Regions from separate parts of the Mus musculus genome. Here all the other regions are linked to region 1. The links are chromatin contacts, called in public promoter capture Hi-C maps. All regions are on one chromosome and are shown on one strand. The core of a region is the stretch at or near the end of the contact, and the rest is flanking DNA. Distances in the headings are between cores, read along the strand shown. Region 1 holds the start of Dnaaf5 (dynein, axonemal assembly factor 5). Region 2 holds the start of Znhit1 (zinc finger, HIT domain containing 1). Region 3 holds the start of Ap1s1 (adaptor protein complex AP-1, sigma 1).

Region 1 (3,470 bases), core at 448-2,947:
AAGCATCTTCCTTGGCTCCCTGCAGAGAGACAAAGGCTATCCTGGCTGTCCTGCACATCCCCTTGTTCCCTACAAGACACTTCTCCTTCCCCTAAGAGGTCCCCTGGCCACAGACAAGCACCGTCAGCTTCAGCTGCCACGGCCGGCCACAACCCTCACATACTGGGATGCTGGGCTAAGATGAAGTTGGAAGGGCTGCTTCCCTGGGCTTGCCGTCTGCCCACCTAACATTCACAAAGCCTTTTCACGGCTTGCACATCTATGCCAAATTCCCCTTATGAGGATAGCAGCTAGCCCCAATATCTCAATCTTGACATCTGCAAAGATCCTACCTCCAGACACTCACACTCTGATGGACTAGGCTTAAGACTTTGACATACGAGTCCATGACACCTCTAACACCAAGCCTTTGCTTGGCCAGTCACCTCTCTTCACAACTCTTTTGCCACCCTAAGCAATTTTACATGGTTCCCCTAAAGCTTCCACGCCACATTCAAAACACCTAAGGGTTCACACCAATTTCCCACAAAACTAATGTCAACAACAAAAAAAGGCCAAATTTGTTACAAAACCCAACCCCTAACATTATAAGCCTGTTCTCAGATGTGACTCGTTTGGATGCCCAAGTCATGCAGCACTGAGTCAGGCCTAGGAAGTGCCCAGTGGGGGGTCCTGACCACTGACAATACCATCTCTGACCCCCTAAAAAAACACTTCCAGCCATCGAGCATACCTCATGTCTAAACTGAGGTCAGACCGTGTGGCAGATTCACACTTGACTTCTTCATGACCTCTGAGGAACCCAGTAAGGATCAGCCATATCTACACCATTAGAAAGAACCTCAGCTTAAGCTGCCCCTGAGGAAAGGAACCTGAAGGTGCAGGCTTGCAGAAGCTTGGCCACTCAGGCCAAGTTCCAGACTCAGGCACAGGACAGCCCCACTCTTGGCCTCGCCCCTAGCCATTTGCCACGCCCTAAGGCCTGCGTCCCACCTGTCAGCCCTTGTCTCAGGCACCTCAATCCTCACGCTTCACCTTACTCAGACCCCCACCCCTCCCTCGAGCTTTATGTCCCTTCCCCAAACCTGCACCCCACCTATTATTGAAACTTGTCAGCCAGCTGCGCGGCCCATGCCCCGCCCACCTACCCCCCCATCCAACCCACTACTCCTTGCCCCGCCTCCTTCCCGTAGACCCTTATTCTTCGCCCCGCCCACAAAACCAGGGCTCCGCCTGCCACCTCCTGCAATGCTCCCGAAGTCCACACCCCGCCTATTTGGTTCTTTCCCCTCCCATTATCCCTTATTCCCCTCTCTTTACACTAAGCCCCTACCCAAGAGGCCCGTGTCCCGCCTACCAACCCCCTCGTACCGCCCACTACCTCTTTCGCCCAAGGCCCTTGCCGAGCTTGCTGTCTTCTGCCTCGCCCTCAAGGTTCGCGCCCCACCCCAGACTCCCGGACCTAGCCAATTACACTTGCTTCTCTTAGCCTCTCTCGTCCTCCTGCCCGTCACTCCGCCCTCTAAGCCCTTTGCCCGCCCACTTCCCTGGCCCCGCCTCTCCCTTACTCCCTGCCCCTCCCCCAGCATCACTCCTAAGGGGCGCACACTCAGCCTCGAGCAACCCAGGCAGCCGGAAGTCTTGCCGTAAAGCGTGCTCGGACCATCGTACTAGCGCCGGTTCCCTTGGAGACAGGCAACGCGCTCAAGATGGCGGCGCCGGCGGAGGCGGAGGTGGCCGCGGCCCCGGGCTTAACCGAGGCGGCTGAAGCCGCGGAACTGACCCGCGCGCTAAGCCGCCTGCTACCGGGGCTGGAGACGGAAAGTAAGCTGGGGCGGCGGCGCGCTCTGGAGGCTCTGGAGCAGGTACTGGAAGAGGCGGTGCGGCCCGGCGCGGATTCCGCGGCCTTCCAGGGCCCCTGGGCCCGTCTGCTGCTGCCGCGCCTGCTGCGGCTTCTAAGCGATCCGGCCGAGGGCTGCCGCGCGCTGGCCGCTCACCTGCTCGACCTTGGCCTGCGCCGCGCCGCGCGGCCCCGCGACGCTCTGCCGCGTCTGCTGCCGGCGCTCAGCGCACGCCTGGCCCGACCTGAACTCGCGCGGCCGCCGCCGGAGCCCTGCGAGGAGCTGCGTCTCGCCCTCGTGCAGCTGCTCCACCTCGCCGTAGACCTGGGCGGCGCCGCGCTCGCGCCCCACCTGGACGACGCCGTGCGCGCCTTGCGGGCCGCGCTGCTCGACCCCTTCGCTGCGGTGCGCCGGGAGGGCTGCGAGTGCGCAGCCGCTCTGGCCCGTGCCACTCCGGGTGAGCGTCCTATCCGCTTCCCTGGTTACCTAGATGTCCAGAAACTGAACTAAAGTGGGCTGGTTCCTTCGTAAGGTCATTTCCGATGGGAGGGGGCACGAGACAAGAGATCTCACCATGTAGCCCTGGCTGGTGTCAAACATAACGCTGCTTCTACTTCAGCCTAAAGTGCTAGACTCTCAGACCTGTGTCACACCCATTTCATGATCATTTTTATGCTGGGTTATGGGACTCATGTGGGAAAGGACAACTCAACTCAGTTTCTTTACTCCAGTGTCTTCTCTGTCTCTGACACGGGTCACTAACTTCCTGGATGAAGGGAGGCTGCTTCTCGTTTATTTCTACCCTCTATCTACAGCCCTGCTTGATCAGGGCTTTTTCCCTTTTTTCCTTCTAGACTAGAGTTTGGAAAAGTTAAGAGGCCCTACCTAGTGTTTAAAGTCTTCCCGGGGGTAGGGGGGAGCCAACTTTGTGAAATAGGTGTATATATCCCTCCGGATGCCTGGAGCATAAGCAGCTCCCAGCACCATTGGAGAGAAAAAGTGGGAGCTGAGGCTAGCAGAGGCCAGAGGAAGGTTTGATGGTAGCCACAGAACAGGGCCCCATGCAGCTGTATCGCATAACCAGCAGCCTCCCTAATCCCACAGAGCACTTCCACATGCAATCGGAGTCCTTGATAGGCCCCCTGATGCAGACCATCTCCCACCAGCACTGGAAGGTCCGGGTAGCCGTTATCGAAGCCACGGGCACTGTGATCCAGTTTGGCAGTGGGAACTCGGTGGATGATGTCCTTTCCCACTTTGCTCAAAGACTCTTCGATGACGTCCCTCAGGTACTGGGAGTTTTCTGCTTGACAGTCCTGAAACCATGTGCTTCTGTTAATAGAAGTGTCCTCATGTGCTCATCCACTGAGAGAATTTCAGTGCAGGGCCTAGTGCTTAGGGCCTTGCCGGGAAGGACAGAACGGAAGTGGAAGTCCGGTGCTGGGGTGGTCTCCATGCTGGTGGGGGGCAGACAGGAGCCCTCCAGATGTAGACAGAGCACTCACTGGCTTTCAGAGCACAGGCCTGTCTCAGACCTTAGACTGTTGTGGCTTATGGTAATGTCCCCTAAAGAGAAAGGACTGGTGGTAGGCAGGCTCTGTCTCCAAGGGAGGAAACAAGTGAAGGGGG
Region 2 (3,470 bases), core at 635-3,134, 2.2 Mb before region 1:
CCCGCCGCTGTCCAGGGTCCTGGGAGCGAACTAGATGGGGCAAAGAGAGTTACCGGGGTCAAGACAGGAGGAAAGTTGCACTGCCGTTGCCTAGAGCCCCAGTCTCCTCGCCTCGGCCCCTTCATTATGCTGTGAGGAATTCCCAGATCTTCACCCTGCTTTCTTCCAGCTTGGCAAGCTTGTTTCGGCCCTTTATGCTGCCTCTAAGTCCTCCCAGTCCCAGCAATAACTGGAGACACAATAAATTGCAGCTGGAGAGAGGGCTCAGTGGTTAACAGCGCTCCCTGCTCTTGCAGAGTGCTACAGCTGTTTCCAGGACCCAGGACCAGCAGCCATGAGGGTGGCTCACAACTTTCTGTAATTCCAACTGCCTCTTTTGTCCTTCATGGATACCTACACTCACCTGCACAGAGCAGCACACATACACAAATTAAAATAAAGAGCGCCTTTGAGAATTGACACAGTATTGACTTCTGGCCTCCATATTCTCAAGACCTGTGATTCAGTAGGGCAAAATCCAGTGTACATTTCTAGAATGTTCCTTCAGCCTGAGACGCATGCCTGTGCCCTGTGACTGCACCGACTACCTTCCTTGGACTAAAAGTCTCCCCAGTGTGGCTCCCAGATGTCCCCCTATCTTGTTGGATATATTTCCTATCCCGACATTTTGTCTCCTCTCTTGCTCTCGAGGCTGCTTCTGCCTGTCCTTTTTCTTTAATTGATAGCGCTCTTTGGCCTGTCCCTTTCTCACCCCCACAACCTTCAATAGGATCTCAGGAAGCCCAGGCTGGCCTGGGATGACCTCCTGTGCACAGCCACACCAGGCTTATGTGATGCTGGGGATGGAGCAAGAGTTTTGGGCATGCTGGACAACACCCTATCAGCAGGGGCTCATCTCTGACCTCTTTTTCTTGTATTTCTATCTTTCTTCAAAAAGTGCATTTATTCTGAGTGTTTCTGTGCACATGTAGGTGTTGCAGTACACGTGCAGAGATCAGAGGACACTGTATGGAAGCCTTTTCTCCTATCATGTGGATCCTGGGGACTGAACTCAAGTAGTCAGGCTTGGCAGCAAGCAACTTTACCTACTGCATGCACCATCTCACCTGCCCATTCCTGGTGCTGGGTTTCCCATAACATGCCAGTCTCAAACCAGAACTCCCCCAAACCACAGACTTCAGGACTACAGGACACCAAGAGGCTGAGGTCCAGCCTAATTTACATAGGCAGCCTAGGCTACATTAAAAAAAGAGAGAAAGGAAGGAATGAAGTGTGTATGTTCGTGTGTGTGTGTGCACGTGTTTGTGTAGTACCCAAAGCCAAGCCCTTTGATTTCCTAAGTTTCTCTGTTCCCTCCATCCAACATCCAGAAGCTGGAGGAAAGTGGGGCGATGGTGGCGCACGCCTTTAATCCCAGCAGTGTAGAGGCAGAGGCAGGCAGATCTCTGTGAGTTCCAAGCCAGCCTAATCTACAGAGCTAGTTCCAGGACAGCCAAGGGTACGCACCCTGTCTCGAAGAAAAAAACAAAAAACAAAAAAAAAACAAAAGCAAAACAATCCAGAAGCCGAGGTGAGTACCACTGCTCATAGCACCCGGGCTTTGGAGAGACAACACATCCTCTCCATCCCCAACGTCTGCTGAAGCAAGCAGTCACAAAACACGAATTAATGGTTCCGAGACTGCCCCAACACTGAGCGAAGGTAATTGACGTGAAAAGCTAGGCGGGGAGATGTTAGGCTGAATTTGAACTTGGGAAGCACAAAAGGGCGAACCACTCAAGGCTCACATACCGGCGGGTTTCTTCTCCACCATTGGCGCAACACAGTTGACAGAAGAGCCTACTGCGCACGCGTACTAACCACCGACCCTTGCTCTGAGCACACCCCTTCCGGTGGCGTGCACACATACGCGTGCGCAGTCTTTCCCCTCCCGCTTGAAGTCATTACGTGATGTTCCCTTGGAGATCAGCAAGCTTTCGCTTTCCGCCATCTTTGATAGGGGCAAACCTAATTCCGGTCGCATTGTGGTTACCCAAAAAAAAAAATCTGAGAGCCGCCTGCAAATGGTCACTTTTTAAAAACTGGCGTGGGTGGTCTTTAGGGGAGCGCTCTTGTCCCTGTGCCCTTTGCATCCCCGGTGCGTGTCCCCGCGCTGCGGGACAGGATAGGCAGGTTCGGTGGCTTTGTTGAACCCAGACCCACGAGGATGTCCGCGCGATCCCGCCTCCGGCTTCCCGGCCCCTCCGGGCCCGTCGCCCCCGCCGCGCGCCACCCCAGGCCTTGCTGTCCTGTGTTCCTCCGGGTCAGACTTGTGGTCAAGACCCGCCCCCGCGTCGCCTGGACCCTCCTCAAAAGGTCACTTCCCCTCCCGGGGGGATTCGGTTGCTCCGGTGTGAGTCAGGCAGTGCCCAGGACCGGACCCTCGGCTCCTCCCCACCCTCCAGCCCGCGCCCGCGGGACAATCCTTGCCTTGTCTCGCCGTCTGCATCTCGGGTTTTCGGTGGCCTCGGGTTACGCCTTTTTTCCAGGGCGGAGTCCCGAGCACAGCTCCTCCTCTCAGCGGGCTCGGTTTCCCCTTTTCCCAGAATCTTCCCGGGGCGTCGGAATCCAGGCGCTCAGCTCAGCGCCGGTGCGGGCCTGGGTGTAGCCTAAGCGTGCTGCTAGCCATGGCTGCGGCAGGCCCGGAACCCCGGCTTTTGCTCCTGCTCCTGCTGCTGCTGCCGCCGCTGCCCCCCGTAACTTCTGCCTCCGATCGACCCCGGGGCGCCAATGCTGTCAACCCAGGTGAGAACCCGGGCGGCCAGTGGGCAGGGTCGACACGTCCGCCAGCCTGGAAGGGAGTGTCCAGCCTTCCCAGTGCATTAGCCTCTCATGCAGAACTTGGGGTTCCAGGCTCCCCAGACAGACAGGAACACCCCAGCCCCCATTCGTGTATGTTACTCTCACCCGACTCTTCTGGAGATCAAATGTGCTGAAAGAACTTTAGTGAAGTAATATGGAGGTGTGTGTGTGTGTGTGTGTGTCGGGGGTGATACAGAGGGATAAACACGTGGGACACTAAGCCGTGTCTTAAGTGCCAGTTCTCTGGCTATGACAGACAAATTGCTGGTGATCACTGTGGCTACGGCAGAGACAGAGGGGTACCGGCGTTTTCTGCAGTCTGCGGAGTTCTTTAACTACACTGTACGGGTGAGTGGGGGGACCCATGGGAGAAATTCCAGCGGGAGAGGGCAGGGGTCGTGGGGGTTGGTCCTGTTTCCTCATCTTGGCCAGCTGAACCTCTTCCGCTGCGTGGGGGTGGGATCTTTCCTGCAGACCCTGGGCCTGGGACAGGAGTGGCGAGGGGGTGATGTGGCTCGAACAGTTGGTGGAGGCCAGAAGGTCAGGTGGCTCAAGAAGGAAATGGAGAAATATGCAGATCAGAAAGACATGATCATCATGTTTGTGGACAGGTAAGGAGGGCTGGGGTG
Region 3 (3,470 bases), core at 311-2,810, 2.1 Mb before region 1:
TTTTTTTTTTTTAGACAAGGTTTCTCTGTGTAGCCCTGGCTGTCCTGGAACTCACTTTGTAGACCAGGCTGGCCTCGAACTCAGAGATCTGCCTGCCTCTGCCTCCCTAGTCCTGGGATTAAAGGTGTGTGCCACCACGCTCGGCTTCCAGTTTCTTTAAAGCGTTCTTTTATATTCTTTTACACGTATGTGTGGGGCACCCACGTGCCATCACTTACATGCAGAGGTCAGAGGAGGAGTCAGTCCCCTCCTTCCACCACATGGCTCCTGGGAATGACCTCAGGTTATCAGCCACCCGGACAAGCTGAGCCGTCTCTCTGGCCCTCTTTTCTGTCTTTCTTTTGTGAGACAATGTTTCATGTAGCACAGGCTGATCTCAATTCCCTAAGTAGCGAAGGCTGCCCTTGGTTTTCTGATCTCCCTTTTTCTTACCTCTGAGTACCAGGTTACAGGTGTGCACTCTAAGGCCTGACCTTTCTTCTGAGACATCAGGTGACTGATCACTGGGTCCCTCAGACAGGGGCATAGTCACCCTGGAGGGCTCTCCTAGGGAATGTCTGTGGAATAACTAGCAAGCAGAGTCCTCACTGCTTCCCGCATGGCCCTAGTTTTATTACCAGTTGCAGAGGTTCCTCATTCCATATCCTGAACTCAATTCCCAGCAAACAGCTCTGAGAACATGGCCCGGGTTGGGATATCTGTGTGTGTCCCACACTTCCAGTTTAGCAGGTTAAGTTAAAAGAAAACAACACCCCAGAAGCTAGAAGTAAGTACTGTTGGTGGGGGGGATAGGGAAGGTGAAGAACTGAGGGAGTCCTGTGTAGTTAAGAAAAGGAGGTGACAGCTACAGCAGGAAGGCCTGGGTTCCGGAAAAGAAAATGCCCCGGAGAGGGTGGAGAGCTGGGATTGCCAAAGTAGGGAGTCTTCCAGAGCCTAGGTCCCCGACGGCAAACCCTAGAGCCCACCTGAGCCAGAACTCCGGGTGAGCTGTCAAGGAAGCGAGACAGGAGGTTCACTCCAGAGACCCGGAAACTGTTCCCTCCCACACCGAGCTCTCCATGGGCCATGCTCCAGTGTGGGCCTCAAGGGAAGGGGTTTCGGCGACCTGCAACCATCCCGAGTGACCCCGGCGCCCCAACCTCGTGCCTTCCCTGCGGCAGTGCCTGGGAGGGTCTTAAAGATTCCCAGAGTCCCGAGCGCTTCTCCAGGCTCGGGACAGTCCCGCCACCATTCAGCTCTAGTCCCCTCTCTCCTAACCAGCAAGACTCCTCCCAACCCCTGTCCCTAGTGCCATTTCCAGCTTCCGAGGTCAGCTCTCTCCAGCAGCTCCAGGAAGTGGATCCTTTGCGGACCACAGGGAAGACAGGGCGACTCCCACAAAGGGCAGCCCCCCTCCGGACCCCTGCAGGTACAGCCCACGCCCCTCGGGTCCCCGTCCCCTCCCTCTCCTCACAGCCTACCATCCTGCAGCCTCCAGCCCGGTGCGTCCCTCTCCGGCCACCGTAGAAGCCAGCTCCACTCCCAGTCGGATTCTTTTCTTTTCCCTCCCTCTCCGCTTGAAGCCCCGCCCCAAGGCCTCGCCGGCTCCAAGCACGGACGCATTGCGCAGGCGCCAACGCTGCAGCGACCCACCCCCATCTCATCCGGCGCGCAGGCGGGGCTGGAGGCGGAGAAGCGGAAACCATGGCAACCAGGTCCTTGACTTCAGTTTTGCAAAAGCCTGGTCGTCATGGTAACAGGGCTGTCTTGGTGGGTTGATTGGAGGATGGGAAGGGAGGGGGTAGAGGACAATGAGGACTTCGAGCTTTGGAGCATTTGTGGGGGAAAAAGGCGGGAAAAGGGTGAGAGGTGTATGCACGATCTTTGGAGCTGATGAAGAAGTTGGGAGGAATGATGTGGAAAACATCAGTCAGAGGGTGGTGATGGGCAGGATGAGGGAAATAGAGACCGGTAGGCTAGGAGAATAAAGAGTTCAAGGACAGCTCAGGGTTCCAGAGCAAGCAAGATCCTGTCCCCAAAGCAAACAAGGCAGGTGTGGTGGTGTATCCTGTGATCTCTACACTTGGAAGGCAGAGACAGGAGTTCAGCTGCAGCTACATGGCACGGTCTTGACCACCCAAGGCCACAGAGAGCCTGTCTCCAACAACAACAACAACAACAAAAGTGACACAAAACAGTGCAGATATGATGGTTCGGATTGTAAAGATGTTTCCCCAAACCCACAAGGTGGAAAGAAAGAACTGACTCCTGCAAATTGTCCTCTGACCTCTGTATAAGCAAGCACCCTAGCTTGTATACACCACACACACACACACACACACACACACATATATACACACACACACAGACAGACAGACATGGTCACAGGCAACACAAAATACACTTGTAAAATGTAATCTTAAAAAAAAACTAAACCAGGGATAAAAATCAGGGATAAAAAAATTGTTGAAAATGGGAATACTGTAACAGGAATATAAAGAATGGGAGGAAATTGTAAATTAAGGAGAAAGGGGAAGAAATGAAGAGAATCTTATAGTATTAAAGGGGTGTGGTGTAATCCCCATAGCCAGAAGGCTACAGCCAGCCTAGACTACACAGTGTGGCTCTGTCAAGCAAGCAAGAGTGGGATTCCAGAACTGGGTGTGGTGAGGCAAGTCACAATCCCAGCCCTGCAGAGGCTGAGGCAGGAAGAGCAAGAGGTCATGACCAGTTTTGGGGCTATGGAGGAATATGTGTGTGTGTGTGTGTGTGTGTGTGTGTGTGTGTGTGTGTGTGTGTGTGTGTACCAAACTGGATGTGCTGGTATACACCTATTATGTGATTATTTGGAAGGTACAAGCAGATGTACTAAGATCAAGAGTTCAAAATGACTCTTGACTACATAGCTAGTTCATTTTATGGACTGAGACACAATGTCAAAAAAAAAAATCGTTGAGCAACAAAACAATTTAGCCAGGCATTATTGTGCACATGCCTGTAATCTGGTCCCTGGGGAGGCAGAGGCAAGAGGACTGGTCAAGAGGGTTCAAGGCCAGACTAGGCTATGTAAAGAGAGCAGTGGGAGCTGGGCATTGGTGATGCACTCCTTTAATCCCAGCACTCAGGAGGCAGAGGCAGGTGGATTTCTGAGTTCGAGGCCAGCCTGGTCTACAGAGTGAGTTCCAGGACAGCCAGGGCTACACAGAGAAATCCTGTCTCGAAAAGCCAAAGAAACAAAAAAAACAAACAAACAAACAAAAAACAAAAAAAACCAAAAAACCAGCGTGTGGTGAAATTGAAACCGAACAGTTTAAAGCATAGGTAAATGTGACTGTAAAAAGAATTTAAATTGTAGCAGGAGTTTTAGAGCTTTCTCTCTCTCCATTTCTCTACTCCCCTGTTTGTCCTTCTGTCTTTAGTGAAGAGGTTTGGATTTAAGGAACTCGGATTTTTTTTTGGCTGAAGGATTAACAACACAGTCCTCTTTTTAT

Evidence for each region. Promoter capture Hi-C pulls out the DNA fragments that hold promoters and counts their contacts.
Region 2: a promoter capture Hi-C map of liver shows a contact between it and region 1, with 3 times the contacts expected there. The contact joins the promoter of Znhit1 here to the promoter of Dnaaf5 in region 1. A contact is called at or near these places in 2 of 39 promoter capture datasets (liver and pre-B cells).
Region 3: a promoter capture Hi-C map of liver shows a contact between it and region 1, with 4 times the contacts expected there. The contact joins the promoter of Ap1s1 here to the promoter of Dnaaf5 in region 1. A contact is called at or near these places in 2 of 39 promoter capture datasets (hippocampal neurons and liver).

The regions. Positions count from the first base shown.
Region 1 is chr5:139,148,538-139,152,007 of GRCm38.p6, forward strand. It overlaps Dnaaf5 (dynein, axonemal assembly factor 5), which reads left to right and starts at 1,698. Exons shown (of 13, transcript NM_001081265.2): 1 at 1,698-2,298; 2 at 2,946-3,130. The coding sequence starts at 1,710. It also overlaps a transcript of Prkar1b not described here.
Region 2 is chr5:136,985,020-136,988,489 of GRCm38.p6, forward strand. It overlaps Znhit1 (zinc finger, HIT domain containing 1), which reads right to left and starts at 1,885. Exons shown (of 5, transcript NM_001310747.1): 1 at 1,792-1,885; 2 at 1-30. The coding sequence starts at 1,813. It overlaps Plod3 (procollagen-lysine, 2-oxoglutarate 5-dioxygenase 3), which reads left to right and starts at 2,000. Exons shown (of 19, transcript NM_011962.3): 1 at 2,000-2,784; 2 at 3,098-3,189; 3 at 3,316-3,452. The coding sequence starts at 2,667.
Region 3 is chr5:137,044,548-137,048,017 of GRCm38.p6, forward strand. It overlaps Ap1s1 (adaptor protein complex AP-1, sigma 1), which reads right to left and starts at 1,561. Exons shown (of 5, transcript NM_007457.3): 1 at 1,461-1,561. The coding sequence starts at 1,463.